Regions from separate parts of the Mus musculus genome. Here regions 1 and 3 are each linked to region 2. Evidence: chromatin contacts called from public HiChIP or PLAC-seq and capture Hi-C data. All regions are on one chromosome and are shown on one strand. Each heading gives the region's core, a stretch centred on a gene start, on an enhancer-like site or on the middle of the called end of the contact. The rest is flanking DNA. Distances are from core to core; before and after follow the strand shown.

What was found. HiChIP or PLAC-seq counts read pairs in DNA pulled down with a chosen protein or histone mark. Capture Hi-C pulls out chosen DNA fragments and counts their contacts.
Region 1: a contact with region 2 is called in an H3K4me3 HiChIP or PLAC-seq map of embryonic basal ganglia, with 4 times the contacts expected there. The contact joins two enhancer-like sites. A contact is called at or near these places in 1 of 484 Hi-C or Micro-C datasets (the N1E-115 cell line) and 2 of 115 datasets of contacts at active chromatin or transcription factors (embryonic basal ganglia and embryonic forebrain).
Region 3: a capture Hi-C map of embryonic tail shows a contact between it and region 2, with 5 times the contacts expected there. The contact joins two enhancer-like sites. A contact is called at or near these places in 3 of 484 Hi-C or Micro-C datasets (nephron progenitors and uterus), 6 of 115 datasets of contacts at active chromatin or transcription factors (a beta-TC-6 cell line, embryonic basal ganglia, embryonic forebrain and 3 more) and 2 of 9 other capture datasets (embryonic tail and embryonic trunk).

Annotation. Positions count from the first base shown.
Region 1 is chr5:131,767,684-131,772,370 of GRCm38.p6, forward strand. Auts2 (autism susceptibility candidate 2) reads right to left here. Exons shown (of 20, transcript NM_001363480.1): 5 at 3,077-3,106. Among named protein-coding and RNA genes, the nearest start is that of 4930563F08Rik, 110 kb to the right of the region's middle. Within about 2 kb of position 1,813, at least 11 of the 459 cell types and tissues checked have an H3K27ac peak or open chromatin away from gene starts, as enhancers often do. A contact at or near this core is called in embryonic basal ganglia, where this site is marked.
Region 2 is chr5:132,071,537-132,076,619 of GRCm38.p6, forward strand. The region is part of intron 2 of Auts2 (autism susceptibility candidate 2); the gene reads right to left. Among named protein-coding and RNA genes, the nearest start is that of 4930563F08Rik, 190 kb to the left of the region's middle. Within about 2 kb of position 3,300, at least 101 of the 459 cell types and tissues checked have an H3K27ac peak or open chromatin away from gene starts, as enhancers often do. A contact at or near this core is called in embryonic basal ganglia, where this site is marked.
Region 3 is chr5:131,582,949-131,587,977 of GRCm38.p6, forward strand. All of the region lies in intron 5 of Auts2 (autism susceptibility candidate 2), which reads right to left. Among named protein-coding and RNA genes, the nearest start is that of Gm29681, 170 kb to the left of the region's middle. Within about 2 kb of position 3,608, at least 40 of the 459 cell types and tissues checked have an H3K27ac peak or open chromatin away from gene starts, as enhancers often do.

The sequences.
Region 1 (4,687 bases), core at 563-3,062, 310 kb before region 2:
CTTCGTATCCGAAGAAAGCCGAGTTTATCTTAATTCAGTCAGCTGTGTGAAATACCGTACCCTAATTTTAGACTGCCGGTTCTGCGGATCCCCACGGAGTTAGAATGACAGGTCTTCCGGAGAGAATTCCCACCATGTCCCTCCTGCAAGTCTCACTTTTGGCTACAACAGCAGCCCCGGTGGGACTTGCTGAAGGGATCCCAGGATGCTGAGTGGCATCTACACCACCATTAGCAATTCATATTTGTATTCGAATCCTCCATGCGGTGCCAGCAAGCACCCTAGTGGGCTCAGGGGCTCCAGGGAAAGGCCCAGCCATGGAGCAGGCTGACAGGGCCCCTGCAAAGCTGGGAGGATGGTGTTCAGGTTGGTGATAAACACTACCCTGTCTCAGCTGGAAAAGGAGAAGGCTGGCAGACTTAACTACACGTGGGCCAGGCAGGCGCTGGTGCAATTAGAGGCTCCTGGGTCCCTGCTGGGAACCCCCTGGAGAAACACCCATGTTAGAGCAGGGATAGCAGAGAGGGCGTAGCTCCCAGTTTCAAAAGCCTTCATGATCTTCAAGATGCAAACAAATTACACCCCAGTGCTTAAGCAGGGGGTGTACCGTGCACAAAAAGACCGTGCCTCCTGCCCCCTGCCCACCGACTGATGTCTTACCCTTAGTCCTGCCTGTTTACTCTCCTCACACAGCCTGGGACTCAGTTGTTCATTTTTCTGGCTTTTTGCTGCTGCTCCCAATCACCTTGATCATCCCCTTCCAATATTTCTAATGACGACAACCATGCCATTCTAGAAACAACCAGAGCCTAAGGATCTAGATTAATGATGGTGGATGTCCTCAGAGACTCCAGGGCAAGGGACCTGGAATGGAGACCAGGTCTGGGGTAGTTCCTTGGAGATTCTGGGGTATAACCAAGGCCAAGAGCCTTGACTGAGATACTATGAAAAAAATAGCAATGAGGAATTTTTACCACCTTCTCCCACTACTGCAGGCAGCTGTGTCAATATGGAATCCACTTTACTTATTTATTTGAAATAGAGGCTCCCTATGTAGGACATGCTGGTGTGAAACTTGAAATTCTGCTGACCCAGTCTCCTAGATGTTGGCATGACAGGTCTATGCATTCAGGCTTTTGAAATAAAGATGCCTGGACTAGCGGGAGAGCTTGTTTGAAAGAGCTTTCTGTTCAAACATGACTTCAATGCCCAGAACCCACAGGCTTAGGATCCCAGTCCTGGGCAGGCAGTGACAGGACAGTTCCTACAGTTTGCTGGCCAGAAAACCTGGCCTTCTTAGTGAACTCCAGGCTAACAAGAGTCTATCCTAAAAATCATATAGGCAACACTTGGTAATGGCCTCTGCATGTACCTGCACACAGGTACACATGGACCCACCCTTACAGGAAACTGCACATATACGCAAGTGTGCACACAAAGACCTTGAATAAAATCAGCCCTCTTGTAGAAGTGAGGCCAGCTGTCGCTTTCCTGTAGAGCTCTCAAAATGGTCAAAAGGCTGCAGCATCTTCCTGGGTGCCAAAGGCGCCCCACAGAATTATGGAGGGTTTTGTCCTATGTCCATGTGACCTTGGAGCTAGCATGGGCAGCGATTGAACTTTGTATGCTGTCACGTATCCTGACACAAGTTGGCTGTCCAAAATACACAAGGTCCTACTTCTAAGGAGCTAAGATTCTCTCCTGGGGGTTGGAGGCAGGAAGCACTGACTTGTCAGTTAAACAAAAGAGCAGCCCGCAGCCCCCTACCCAGTGTGTACCTCCGCTGTCATCCAACAGCCCATTACCATGTCACAGCACGGCGCACCCTTCCATAGGTCACTTTGTTTAAAATGACATGGATAATGCACATGTCAGCAGGCTGACAGTCCTGGCCGTCCTTCAGAGATAAAAACCTCCAGGCGAGAGGCTGTTCTTATCTGGGGGACACGAGCTGGTCTATCATCTAAGTCAGGCGGAGCGTGATTTCTCCAGAGAGCACTTTTTTCATTTCCTGATTTTAAGGAAATCAAATAAGCACCATTTGTCTTCATCTGAATATGCTTGACCTGCTCAGATGATGGTGTCTCGGGTTTTATAACCGGCTACATATGCTGAATTCAAATTAATGACGGTGGAGAACAGGAGCCTTCAGATCTCTCCTGGAGGCTGTGGTGGAGGCGGAGGGAGAAAGTCCGAGAGATGGATGGGGAACGATCAGGCACGAGAACCAACCGTGGGATTCTGGGGAGGATAAGCCAGCAGGAAGGAGGTGGAAATCATGGAACGGGGCACAGGGGAAGGGAGGACTGACCGATTGCTTTGGGACCATGGAGTGCACACACTCTGAGATTCAGGTAAGTTTTTAAGTTACACAAGGCATCAGAAAAAAATGGAAAGACACTTGTTTGGCAGATGTCAACAGCAAGGAAGAAAAAAACACACCCATAAACCTTTTGCTTTAGTCAACAGAAAACCTACTTTACTGGTCCCGATTTTGATCTTCTGAAGGCTCAGAGTCTGGATTCCTTCTTCATCTGCGTTGATCTGTATACACTGAGGCTGGGCCTCAGCTTTCAGGTAGAGGGGAGACCTGCTGGGGAGATGCCCCTTCCCCAACACCCACCCACAGAAGACAGCAGAGCCCCCACCCCCAGCCCTGTCCACCCTGCCCTGTGAGGAAATTCTTAGCAGTACACCACTGACATTTCTACTAGGAAGCTATGGAAAAGTAGGAGGAAACAAGGAGGTCAGTCAAAGGCAGGTAGACATGACATTATAAATACACAGGAGGAAGTACAATCTTTCTACCATGAACCAAAAAAAAAAAATCAATTTCTCTTTAAAACTGTTTTTGGGGGTCTATGAAGTGAAAATCTGGTGTGACAAAAATGAGACATGAAGCAGCATGTTTCAAAGAGGAGGATGTCACAGATTTGGCACAGTGTATCTTATCATTGAAAATGTCACAGTGTGACCAATAAGACAGCCTTCACAAGGGAACAGGTACCAGTAGGCATGTCACAGTGCACCCAGAGCCTTGTGGGTTGTGTTTGCAGTGGAGGGGGTGGCGTCTTACCTTCTCTTCCTGGTCGCTGTCACTGTCGCACTAGAAATGAAGACGAGAAAATAAAGGTCAATGTGGTGATTATGCAATTTGCATCAGATACCCGTCCCCCCTTCTCCGAGGCGGGGCAAATAGAGGAAAGGGGCCTTCTCTGGACTGTATATGCTCTACAGCTCCAGTGCTAGACAAACAGAAAATATCTGTTCTCACATTAGTGCCCTATCCTCAGTAAGAGACTCCACTCTCCCCAAACCCCCCCCCCCCATGTTCGAGTGCACGCACACACAATTTAGAAGAACACAGGGACACCAAGCGAGGGGCTAACCCTGCCACAGGAGGAAGGGGACTCAAGATCCTTCTGAGGGTTCTAGAAAAAAATTATTTCTACAGAAGGACGTGCTCTGCCTTCAGCTTTGGGGAGTCATTTTCCCAAATCTTTTCTCAAGAAGAAAAGAAGTTGGGTTCACTGTAATCTCTTGCCAGGACTTTTGAGAGGGGGAAGGCTGGACACCTCTGACATTGGGGTGTTAATATCAACTGTCAATTTAAAAGGATCCTGAATCCCCTTTGGTCTGTAAGGAATTCTCTAGACTGGATTAACTGAGGAGAGAAAAACCTCCCTAAATGTGGGTGGTGTCATCCTATGGATTAAGGGTCTAGACTAAATGAAATGGAGAGAGTGAGCTGAGCATTTAAATCTCTCTGCTGTTGCTTGAGTGTGGCTGCAATATGGCTGTGGTGGTTTAAATAAGAATGCCACCCCCCTCCCCCATCTATTTGAATGCTTCATCACCAGCCAGTGCCACTATTTAGAAGGATTAGAAGGATTAGGAGGTGTGGCCTTGTTGGAGGAAGTGTGTGTCTCAGCAGGTAGGTTTTGAGGTTTCAAAAGCTCATGCCAAGCCCACTCTCTCTCTGGATCAGGACATAGACCTCTAAGTCACATCCCCAACACCCTTTCTACCTGGGTGCTGCATGCTCCTCACCATGATGAAAGAACCTCTGAAACTGAAAGTGCATCCCACATTGAATGATTTCTAAGAGTTGCCTGGGACATGGTGTCTCTTCACAGCAATGGAACAGTGAGTGACCTTCCATCTCACACTTCTGGTGCTCTGCCTTGCCCACCATGATGGACTGGACCCCTGAACTGTGAGCTAAAGCAAGTTCTTCCATGAGTTACTACAGTTGGATGTTTGGTCACAGCAATGGGGAGAAGGAAAACTCCTTGCAGGTGACGTGCCAAGAATAATAAGTAGTGTGATAAGCCAAATACCAGTTGTTGCTCTAGATCTGGAAGAACCAAAGAAAGGGAATTATCACCCAGTTTTGGGTTTCTTGACAGAAGCAGAAGGGAAACAAAGACCCTATGCTCTTCTAAAAGCTAAGAATGTTTTGTTAACAGATCATGGGTTAAAAAATGGGGCTGGTGAGATAACTTAGTTAGTTAAATGTTTGCTGAGGAAGCACAAGGATTTTAATTTGGCTTGGTTTTCAGGACCCAGGTGAAAAAAATGAACATGGAGACACACATCTGTCATCCCAGTTCTTAGGGAAGAGTAAAGAGAGAGAGAGAGAGATCCCTGAAGCTTGTTGGCCAAGCAGCCTAGCTTAATCAGTGAG
Region 2 (5,083 bases), core at 2,050-4,549:
ACACAGTAAGTTCTTGTTGAACACAGGACAATGTGAAACTTGTAGGCGGATAATTAGTTTTACTTGTTCTTGCCTCTCCCTCCAGCACAGCAAAGAGTACTTTTCTTGTCTCTCTTTTTTAAAAAACAAAACAAAACTATTTTTATCGAATTTATTTCTGATAAGAGGGAAATGTCGCATTCACTTCAAGATGCACATACACAGGGTCAGAAAACAACTTTCAAGTGGCTGTTCTCTCCTTGTACCCTGTGGACTCTGGAGATCAAACTCAGATCATGACATTAGGCGGCAAGTTCTTTCTTTCCCTGCTGAGACTTCCTGCTGGCCATCTCTTTTTCTTTTAAGGCTGATCTCCTGCAGTGCCTACCAGAGTGCTGGAAAAGAGTACATGCTTTAAAATGTCTGTTGAATGAATGTACACAGTCCCGTGTCTGGCTCTGGCTTCCCAAGTGAACTGGCACAGTATATCTCCTAAATTACAGCTCTCACCTAATGGATCTGTAACATGACCCTGATCAGGAATAAAGGGAACTTAAGGCAGGTTCCAGAAAATGCACACAATTGTAAGATGGTGTTGAGTATGTGATTCTGCACATGCCTGCAAAGAAAGTCGTAGGTGCATGAACATATATGAGCAAACATATCCCTAATCTGCAATCTAATCCTTTTACGATTACTGGCAATCACCTTTCATGAATCAAAATCATTAAAAATTATTTGCCCAGCCCGCTGCCTGTGTACAGCAGGCAGCAAGCCAGATGCTGTCTCTGCCGCAGTGCACAGGAGGGTTCCTTTGCTGTACCTAACTTGTTGAGAACTGGGGAAGCTTTTCCGTTCACGTTTCAGGTTAATCTCTTTTCCCTAAGAACAGAATATCCTCTTTGTAGATCTCCCTGGGGGCTTGGTATTTGCAACATCAAACAGAACGCACAAACCATTGCACCCACTTTCAAAAGCCTATTACACTGTCAACTGGCTTTCCTAACTGCAACCAGGGGAGAAGGCTTACAGACTCCTAAGCCCCTTCCTTCCCCCCAGGCAGTTGGAAAGGAGCCATAATTTCGCTAAGCTACCACTGCATTTTGTCTCACTAAAGAACTCCTAATAAGGCAGGCAACATTCCAAGGAGGAAAAAAAAGCAACTTGAGCTCACTGTAAATCTCACCTCCCCTTTATTCCTGACTCTCTCTAAAAGTTTCAATTGCTGGCAAGCTCTGAGGATGGGGTACTGTCATGCACGGCTACCAGTGACACTTTTCCACACTGCTTAACCAATCATCACAAAATGCAGGTCCACAAGCAGTGTCTGAAGCAAAGGGCTGAGGTGGGATGCCAGCACGCCTCCTCACCTGTGGTATATAGCACTCCTTTGGGGATGTGCAGGAGATCCGAGAAAGAACAGGGGAATAGACTCAGGTTTGAAACATTCAAATGAAACAAATTGTGTTCTTTGTGTTTCTTTTGCCTTGTTAGAATCTATCCAAAGAAATAAAAGCCCACAGGAGATAGTGTTTACCAGCCTGTGCCAGCAGGGACAGACTTGCTTAATTGTTAACAGGGTTCATGAATACCTCTTCCAAAGGGACACCAGTAATGTGTCCCACATAACAGAAGGTTTCTGAAACATGGAGCAATATGTAACTGACAGACAGACACAGAGGGGATAGGGGAATATGCATGCTTCCCTAGGACACACACAAAACCATTTCTGCTGTGTCCAGGGCCACATTTCCTCCTACTTATCTTGAAAGTTTCCATGGTAGCTGTTGAAGGGAGAATTAGAAGTCTTCACAGAATACTACAAGAGAGAGGTGGGAGTCATGGAAGCACAAAGGAAAAGGAGAGGTGGGGGAAGGAGGAGGACAAGGACAGGGAGAAAAGGCCAGAGCTATATGGTAGTGTTTGCTTGGCATGCATGAGGTTCCATTCCCAGCACCACATAAACCCACCTCAACAACAAGAGTAAGAAAAAAAGAGAAAAGAGGGTCAAAGGTGAGGGTCAGAGGTTGAGAATCATCCTTGCCTACACAGAAAGTTCAAGTCCGGCTTTAGCTACCTGAGACCTTCTGAAAAGATGGAGCTGCACATCTGTGCGTCTAGTGAGTGAAATCACAAAGGGACCCTAAGGTTTCCTGTATCTGGCCCCTAAGTACTTCCTCTAGGAGGGCTGTGTGGGCTTGACACAGCTGTGAAGGGCCCAGTTCAGAAGGACTGAGACCTGCCGACACTAAATAAATTCTGGGGGCAGTCTTCAGAGACCATCAATTTTGCTCTGTCACAGAAGTGCTATATTCTCATGCTGAAACACTCTATAAACAGAGTACATGTTCTACACCACCTGTGTGTTAGCGAGGGTCACTTCTTTTCTGATCTGACATCTCTTGGCCTTGAGCCCAGGCGGCCTAGCAGCTGAAGACGGGTGACTCACCCGGTGTGAAAAGCATTAGACACGGCTCACCTGTATCTGCCCTTCTTGTCTCCTCCTAATCTCCTTCCTCTCCACTTTGGAGTTCATCTTTCAACCTAGAAGCTGATAAGAAATGCATCCACTGTGGATAATTTCTTCACTCTGGAGAGAGATTTTTTCTCTCTTATAGAGGGCTGGCCATCACAGTGAAGAAAGCGACACAGCGGGATCGTTCATCTTGACTTTTTATTTATTTATTCTGAGTCCATCTAGAACTGTTGCCTGGATCTGTGGGTGTGACTGAGCCATGAAGAAGTTACCACCCATAACTTTTGACTTTTGATTTTTATTTAACGGCTCATTTGTATAACCTCAAAGATGGAGGGGCCAGCAGACCCCAAAGAGATTGGCAGCTGCGGTCCTGTCAAGTTGGAAGGTTATGTCAGCTGCCAAGTCTGCCAAGCGAGCTCAGCACAGCGAGGGAGCGGAGAGAGATTGGTTACAGCCGTAAGTAATTGATCTGTCTGAAAATACCGGCTAGGAATCCTGGGATTAATGCCCCAGCTCCAGCTGGGCCGCACTGCTCTTTTCCCTCCAGCTCTCTGACAACAAAAGCCGGCCTCCTTCTCCAGGGACAAGACATTTTTATTAAAATCTTTATACAACTTAACAGCAAAGACTCTGTAAAAGCATCCTAGAGATTTGAGGAGGGTGGGGTGATGAGGCGCAGGTTTCCATCCCGAGAAAAACCAACCGACAATTTTTGCCAGCCCCCCTCAGCCCCCGCCCCTCCCCTTTTGATCTGGTTTTCATTTCAAAGCAGTCACCAGCCAGTGGCTTCCCTCGGCCAAATGCACTCAGTCATCTTGCTCTGGCTCTGGCTCTGGCTCTGCAGAATTCTGCAGAATGCATGGAGAGGGAGCTCCGGGAGCGGCGCGCTTAGCTGGAGAGACACGGATGAGCTGTGGAGAGCTGCAGGCAAAAATAAAGTGGGAAGGCATCCAAAGCTGCAGCTGCGCTAGCCCATTAAAAAGCTGAGACTCATTCTGTTGTTCGACCCCACGCTTAGCACCGCATAACTATTCATCAAAGAAATTTCAGTGCAATTAATTAAATTATTCCCATGTCTGGGCTGCGGAGTCGTTATTCCAATATCAACTTTCACTCACTCTCTCTTAAGCTCGTGTTTGCATGCCAAGTCACTACTCTGGGGTTGTCCAGTCTCAATAAAGCTGTGCTCCTCGTCGCTCACACAGGCTATCATTTCTCTTTTTTATTGCCATTTATTTTCCACTAGGACTCTGCTGCCAGGATACTGGCAGGACTTCCAGTATATGGTTGTAATGAAATCTACCGCAGACACTTAACGCAGGGTGAGGATAGAGCTCGGCTCATGTGAGGCTGTAATATAATAAATGCTTTCAGAAAGAGGATTTTTATCAGCTCAGAAATAGAGTGTGGTATCCCTCTCAGACTGAGTGCAGGAGAGGGAAAAAGGTGGAGTCGTTTGAAAATTCCTGTCATAATTAAGTTTATGGCTGAAATATGCCTAATGTGAGAGGTGTGAGCTGCGGCACAGACTGCCATTCATCTCTCCAAGAACAGTTATTAAAAGGGGAAAGGTTTTTTTTTTTTTTAAATTGTTTTGGGGAGATGATGTTTTTAAAACACCATCTTCTTAGTTAAGAACATACAACTGGCATGCTCTTATAATTTGGGAGATCTGACTGCTGCCCCATTGAGTTTGTTCTAACTGTGACAAAATATTAATAAGATTAAGAAAATAATACCCTCAACTTGAGAGACAGCAGACCATATTTAAGGCTCTTGACTGTCCATTGTATATCACCATAGCAAATTACAGGACTGAGTAAGAGTAGATCACTATCTCTCTCAGCAAGAGACAAGAGCCTTCATATGAACCCAACACTGGAAAACACCAGATCGACTTTTAATAAGCTCGGTGCTGGCTCAGACCTGAGAACTTGGCTGTGCCACTGAATGCCCCCCCCCCCAATAAAGAGGTCACCATCTACAGCTGGAAGATAATTTATCCCTCACATCACTGACAAGGGTAAGGTAAGAAATTTGAAAATCCTGAGTATAAGGGCTGGAAATAGAGTTTTGTGGTTAAGAACGCTTACAGCTCTTCCAGAAGACCAGATTTTGGTTGCTAGCATCCATGTGGGGCAGCTTAGGCCTGCCAATAGCTCCAGCTACATGGCACCAAGATGCCTTCCAGACATAGTACACATGGCCTGCCTGATGCTCACACTCATACGTTCACATACTCACATACATACACATGTATTTTTTTAAATCTTTGGTTTAAAGACTACAAAAGAAAAGGTTTTAAACCCTAAGCTTCTATTAAAAACAACAACAACAAAAAAATTAGGCAGGAAAGCTCTCTGAAGAACAGAGTGTAAATATAAAAAGGAGCCTGTGTTCAAGTCACATTCTATTCTTTTTTTCTTTTTTTTCTTAGATATTTTCTTTATTTACATTTCAAATACTATCCCGAAAGTTCCCTATACCCTCCCCATGCCCTGCTCCCCTACCCACCCACTCCCGCTTCTTGGCCCTGGCATTCCCCTGGCATATAAAGTTTGCAAGACCAAGGGGCTTCTCTTCCCAATGATGGCCGACTAGGCCATCTTCTGCAATATATGCTGC
Region 3 (5,029 bases), core at 2,358-4,857, 490 kb before region 2:
AGGTTAGAGGTGTGATATTTCCCCATTCCATGTCTCCCCTCAGGAATAAAAACCGTCAGCGTGCTACCCTCATCTCAGCACACTTCTCAGGACATGGCATTGTGCAAAGAGAAAAGAAAGGGGAGACTGTCTTTCCTGAGAGTTAACAAAAGACCCTGAATTTGTCTCTTGCGTATCAGCAGTTAAGACACGATGGAGCCTGCTTATCTACCTCAAAGCTCCAAGTCCATTATTTATGCTCCCTGGGCATGCCACCTGCGTAGGGAAGCATCCTCTTTTCAGGATGCTTTCCTCTTCCTAGCTCCCCTGGCTCTGGGTTATGGCTAGTACAATATTTCTCCTATTTCCTGCATTCGTTAACTTGGCCCAAATGTATGCCTACTATTTGGATTATTAAAATAGCATCAATTTAAAATATTTCTCTTGAGGGGGCTAGAAAGTGGCTCAGCAGTTCTGAGTGCTTGCTGTTCTTGCAGAAGATCCAAGTTTGGAGTTATGTCCCCAGTCCTTACATTGTAGCTCAGGGGATCTGACACTACGCCCTCTTCTGGATTTAGCAAGCATTGCATACGTGAGCACACACACACACACACACACACACACACACACACACACACAAAATGAAATAAACAAATCTCAATAAAATAACAAAAAGAGCAGCATTCCTCCTCAGTGGCATGGGTAGGCAGAAAACCAGAGACCTTTATGGTGGTTGGAGATAGGAGGTAACTCTTGAGGAAATCCAAGCAGAAGAGAGAGGGGTAGAGCAAAATTGGGGTGACTTTCCCTTCAACTGCCCCCTCCAGCTCTGCAAAGAGCTTGCTAGAAGATTCCTGCAGAGTACAGTTCGCTCACTCCCTTGCATCCTAGAGTGTCAGTGGGAGTCCCTGAAAGGCTTCTAAGCAGACACAGGAGTGAGTACCGTTAAAAGGAGTCTCCCATTCCCTTGTCTGTCTTTCCTTCCAGCAACCTTATAGTGTATGGAGGAACTTAAAGGTCCCCTTGTAACCTCCCTGCAGAGATGGTAATGGAACACTGGTTGCTTTAAGAGGTTGATGTTTCAGGACAGTGAAGCTATTGTGTACTTAGTAGCCCCCAAGACATCCGTTTGTACCCTAAAAGCCAGGTGATGTTCAAGACAGGAAAACTGGTGGCGGAAGGAAGAACCTTTGAGAACCATAAAAAGGCAGAAGGATCCAGGAAAACACTTTCAGGAGATGGGGCTGATAGAAAGCTGGGGGGGGGGGGGGGAGGAGAAGAGGAGAGGCCAGATCAAGGGAGAGAGGTGGGAACCATGGCAAGAGGGAGAGAGGAGGACATAAGATAAGCAGGAGAACTGTGGGAGGCTCCCTCGCCATCAGAGAAGCAGTCACAAGACAAGAGTGGGAGAGAGCAGCCAGGAAGTGAGAAAGCCTGGCAGTCCTCCCCGGATAAATGACCGAAGGGTGAAGGGCGGTGAGAAGTTTAATTAGAAACCAGCAGGGCTTCTCTCAACTACCTTTTGTGAGGCTTTGGCCCTGTGGTGATGTGCCAGGAGGAAACCAACTCCCCCTGACCTCAGCCAGCAGCATTGGGCCCTCCTTCCTCCCTGTGGTTACCCTGTCGGTACCACGCATGTACACTGGCTTGCTTCCCCACTAACAATGGTCACCCCTGACTGCTCTTGAGTAGGAGTGGACATCTGGAATCACACTACAAGAGGTCTTCCGTCCCACCTCCCCTCCCCTCTGCCCTTTGCTTAGCATCGCTGCAGCCTGGCCTTGGAGACACTTCCCCCATGGATACTGACCATCTCATTTCCTAGTCTCTAAGGGGCTTGCCATCCATCCCCCTCTGACCTGCCAGCGGGAGAGATGACCTCACATTTGTCCTGCTTATTGCTGGTAATAACCATTAGGGACAATGGCAGCAGCTCACACCTGCTGCCTGGCGAGGATGGCAGACCAGGTCTCTGCAGGAGGCCAGAGATGTAAATCCCTGGCCTTTTCATCGCTTCCTTGTGGTCGCACAGCTGTAGTGAGGGAGACAGGGGAAAGGATGCAGTTTGCCTGGCTTGTCTTCTGCTTGGGTTACTGGACTGTGGCCTGGGGTTGCTGATAGGCCAATACAAGACATTGTGCTGGGCTGTAGACACAGCTCAATGGACAGAGTGTTTGCCTAGCATGCATGAAGTCCTGGGTTTGATCCCCAGGACCACATTACCTGGGCATGGTTCAGCAGGGGGATTAGAAGTTCAAGGTCATCCTCAGCTACTCAGCAAATTTGGAACCAGCTAAGGCTGGAACAAGCTAAGGAACTAGCTACTCAGCTAAGGCCCTGAGTTAAGAAGGCAGGCAGGCAGGCAGGCAGGCAGGCAGGCAGAAAGACATCATGCTGTTGGAACCTTGATTGCCTCAGTTATTCATTAGAGTCTAGAGACTCTGGCATATGGAATCTAAGGTGATGATGGTCATATTCTTTGCCTAGCCATCTCTTTGTGATGGATGGCTTCACTCTTGGGCATCTTCACAGTAGCCCTTGTGATCTTTGAAAGATGCTGACAACATCCAAGACAAAGCTTATGGCAACAGGGTCCTTCCGGGCAAACCCCACCCCTAACCCCCAACCCCGTCATTATAGCTAAGAACCTACTGAGGGGAACCAAAATTCAGTGGTCTAAGCTCACAGGTACCTCTTCCAAAGTGTGACACACCTATCAGCCACACAGACATGCGCAGGGCACATCCTTCCTGCCACCGAGTCGCCAGCCCTGCCCCTTTCATCGTCTTCGAGGCGAGCCAACAGCCTGAGAGCAGCCAGCAAGCAAGCTGGGCCCCAGCCCTGCTGTAAAGTATTAACTCATACTGAACACAGTTTGTCTCCGAGGACCCTCTTGGCCCCTTCGTCATCCTGTGCTGACATTTTAATCGTGCTTTTGTGGGAGCTGGCTGGCAGTTTGTCATCGGGAATGGCGCGGCGAGGGGCCAGAGCGGGTTGCTGGCTGTGTCGGCTGCTGAGGGAAGCGGCCCATTCTGACAGACTGAGCAATAATCTGAACTTACTGCGCAGAGCCTGTGGGACACCAGCCGGGCCGCTTTATCTTCTTCATTAAAGTGCGCTCAAAAAAAAAATCCATTTTCCTTTAAAGTCTCAGGAACAGATGGAGTAAAATTAATTGCGCCATTACGTCCCGATAGACAATACCAGAGTGGTTTTCTTTCAACTGTGCATGTGTGTTACAAAGTGCTCTTCGTAAAAGGCAATTACTGCAACATTTGCCATAAAATAAAGGTTGCTTTAATGGGCAATAAACACAGGCTTCAAATTTTGTATGAAATGGGTCTCCAAAGGGCGCTGTTAGAGGCAGCTCAAAGGCACGGCTGACTTTAGTATTTTCTGCTCGGGCTTCAGCTCAGCTAGTTGAGAGAACAATGATTTTTCCTCCACCATTGGATGTATTCTGATAGAATTATGTACATGAGTTAGAGTCACTGTCTGGGCACCTCTTGCCAGATTTCTCTGGCTAGCAACTAGCGGGGATGAGAGACGGAGAGAGAGCAAGAGAGATCACTAGGGTACCATCCAGGGCAGAACCTTCTGCCAAAGATGAAGCCAAGTGACAGGCTGCTGGTTCGCAGGGGATGGAGGACACATTTTCTCTCTCCCAGGTCAGGTGAGGGTTCCTAGTGAATTCCGGCAGCAGGACGCAGTGAGAAATCTATATTCATGTATATTTAGAGCCATTTAAGCCTGAGACTTGGCAAAAGGGAAAATAGTTTGTGCTTTATGACCGAGACAGAGATGATGATCATGAAGACCTGGAGGTAGATTGATGGCCAGACCCTCTGGCCACGACCTCACTTCCTGCTCTCTGAGGACAGCGAGCACACCACTGTTAGGAGCTTGGAATTCACAGTGCTATACAAATCTCCACCAGCCCTGCTGGAGGAACCTGCTTCTCCAGTCCCCTGCCCTTTCTTTAGGAAACCTCACATTAAATCTTCCTCCTCTTGCCGACACCTCAGATGGGGGCGGAATGTAAAGGAGATCAGAGATTCATTTCCCTCCACTATATTTCTACATTTCGGTAATTACAAAGTTAGCATGACATATAAATGATCCATTAATTGAAATATGGACGACACCAACTCCAATATTTATGGCATAAATCCATATTTCATTAAATAAATCCGATAAGCAAATATATCACGGAGAACAGGAGGACATTTTTATTTAAGCCTGAGATCAGAAGCCAGAGGACTGTTTTCCATCCAAAATAATGGAGCTACAGCTTGGAGTGAAAAAAAAAATTAGGTAAGGACGGTGAGACAGAGAGGCTGATGGTGAAAAATGAATGTGGGGAAACTTGGCCTCGGCACACGTGGTCAGGGGCACCAGCAGCCGATGGCCACTGCCATCTGAAACCTGCCATCCCAGTTCAGAGTGCCAAGGTGGTAGCCTGGGGCAATGGTCAGACTCGGGGTGGGGTGGGTGGGGTGGGGGGGGGAATCTTTAGCAGCTACCAGCAGAGCAGAGAGTCTTTTCTTTTTCTGTTCTACTTTCATGGCACTGTATTGTATTTTAGTAGTAGTAGTAGTAGTAGTAGTAGTAGTAGTAGTAGTAGTAGTAGTAATGGTAATAATAATAATAATTATTATTGTTATTGGTCAGGTTATCAAAATGCACAGCCTTGCCTACAATTCATATGTAGCTACGGGATGACCTTGAACTCCTGACCCTTCATTAGGCTCCTGAAGAAGACAGCTGAGGGCATTCAGTACCCTGGTGCTATCTTTACAGTAGTTATGAGCTGCCTGATGTGGGTGCTGGGAACTGAACAAGAGCAGCACAGGCTCTTGGCCAGAGACACCGCTCTAGGCCCTTTGTTTTAAAGTTTTGAGCGAAGGCTTCGTGATGTCATCCAGGTTGTCCATGAGCCCTCTCTCCATCCTGCTGCCTTTGCCTCGTGGGTGCTGTCATAACCAGCTCACTGTGACTTATCAATACACGTATCATGCCACAGCTAACATTTCTCTTTTATTTGGATTGA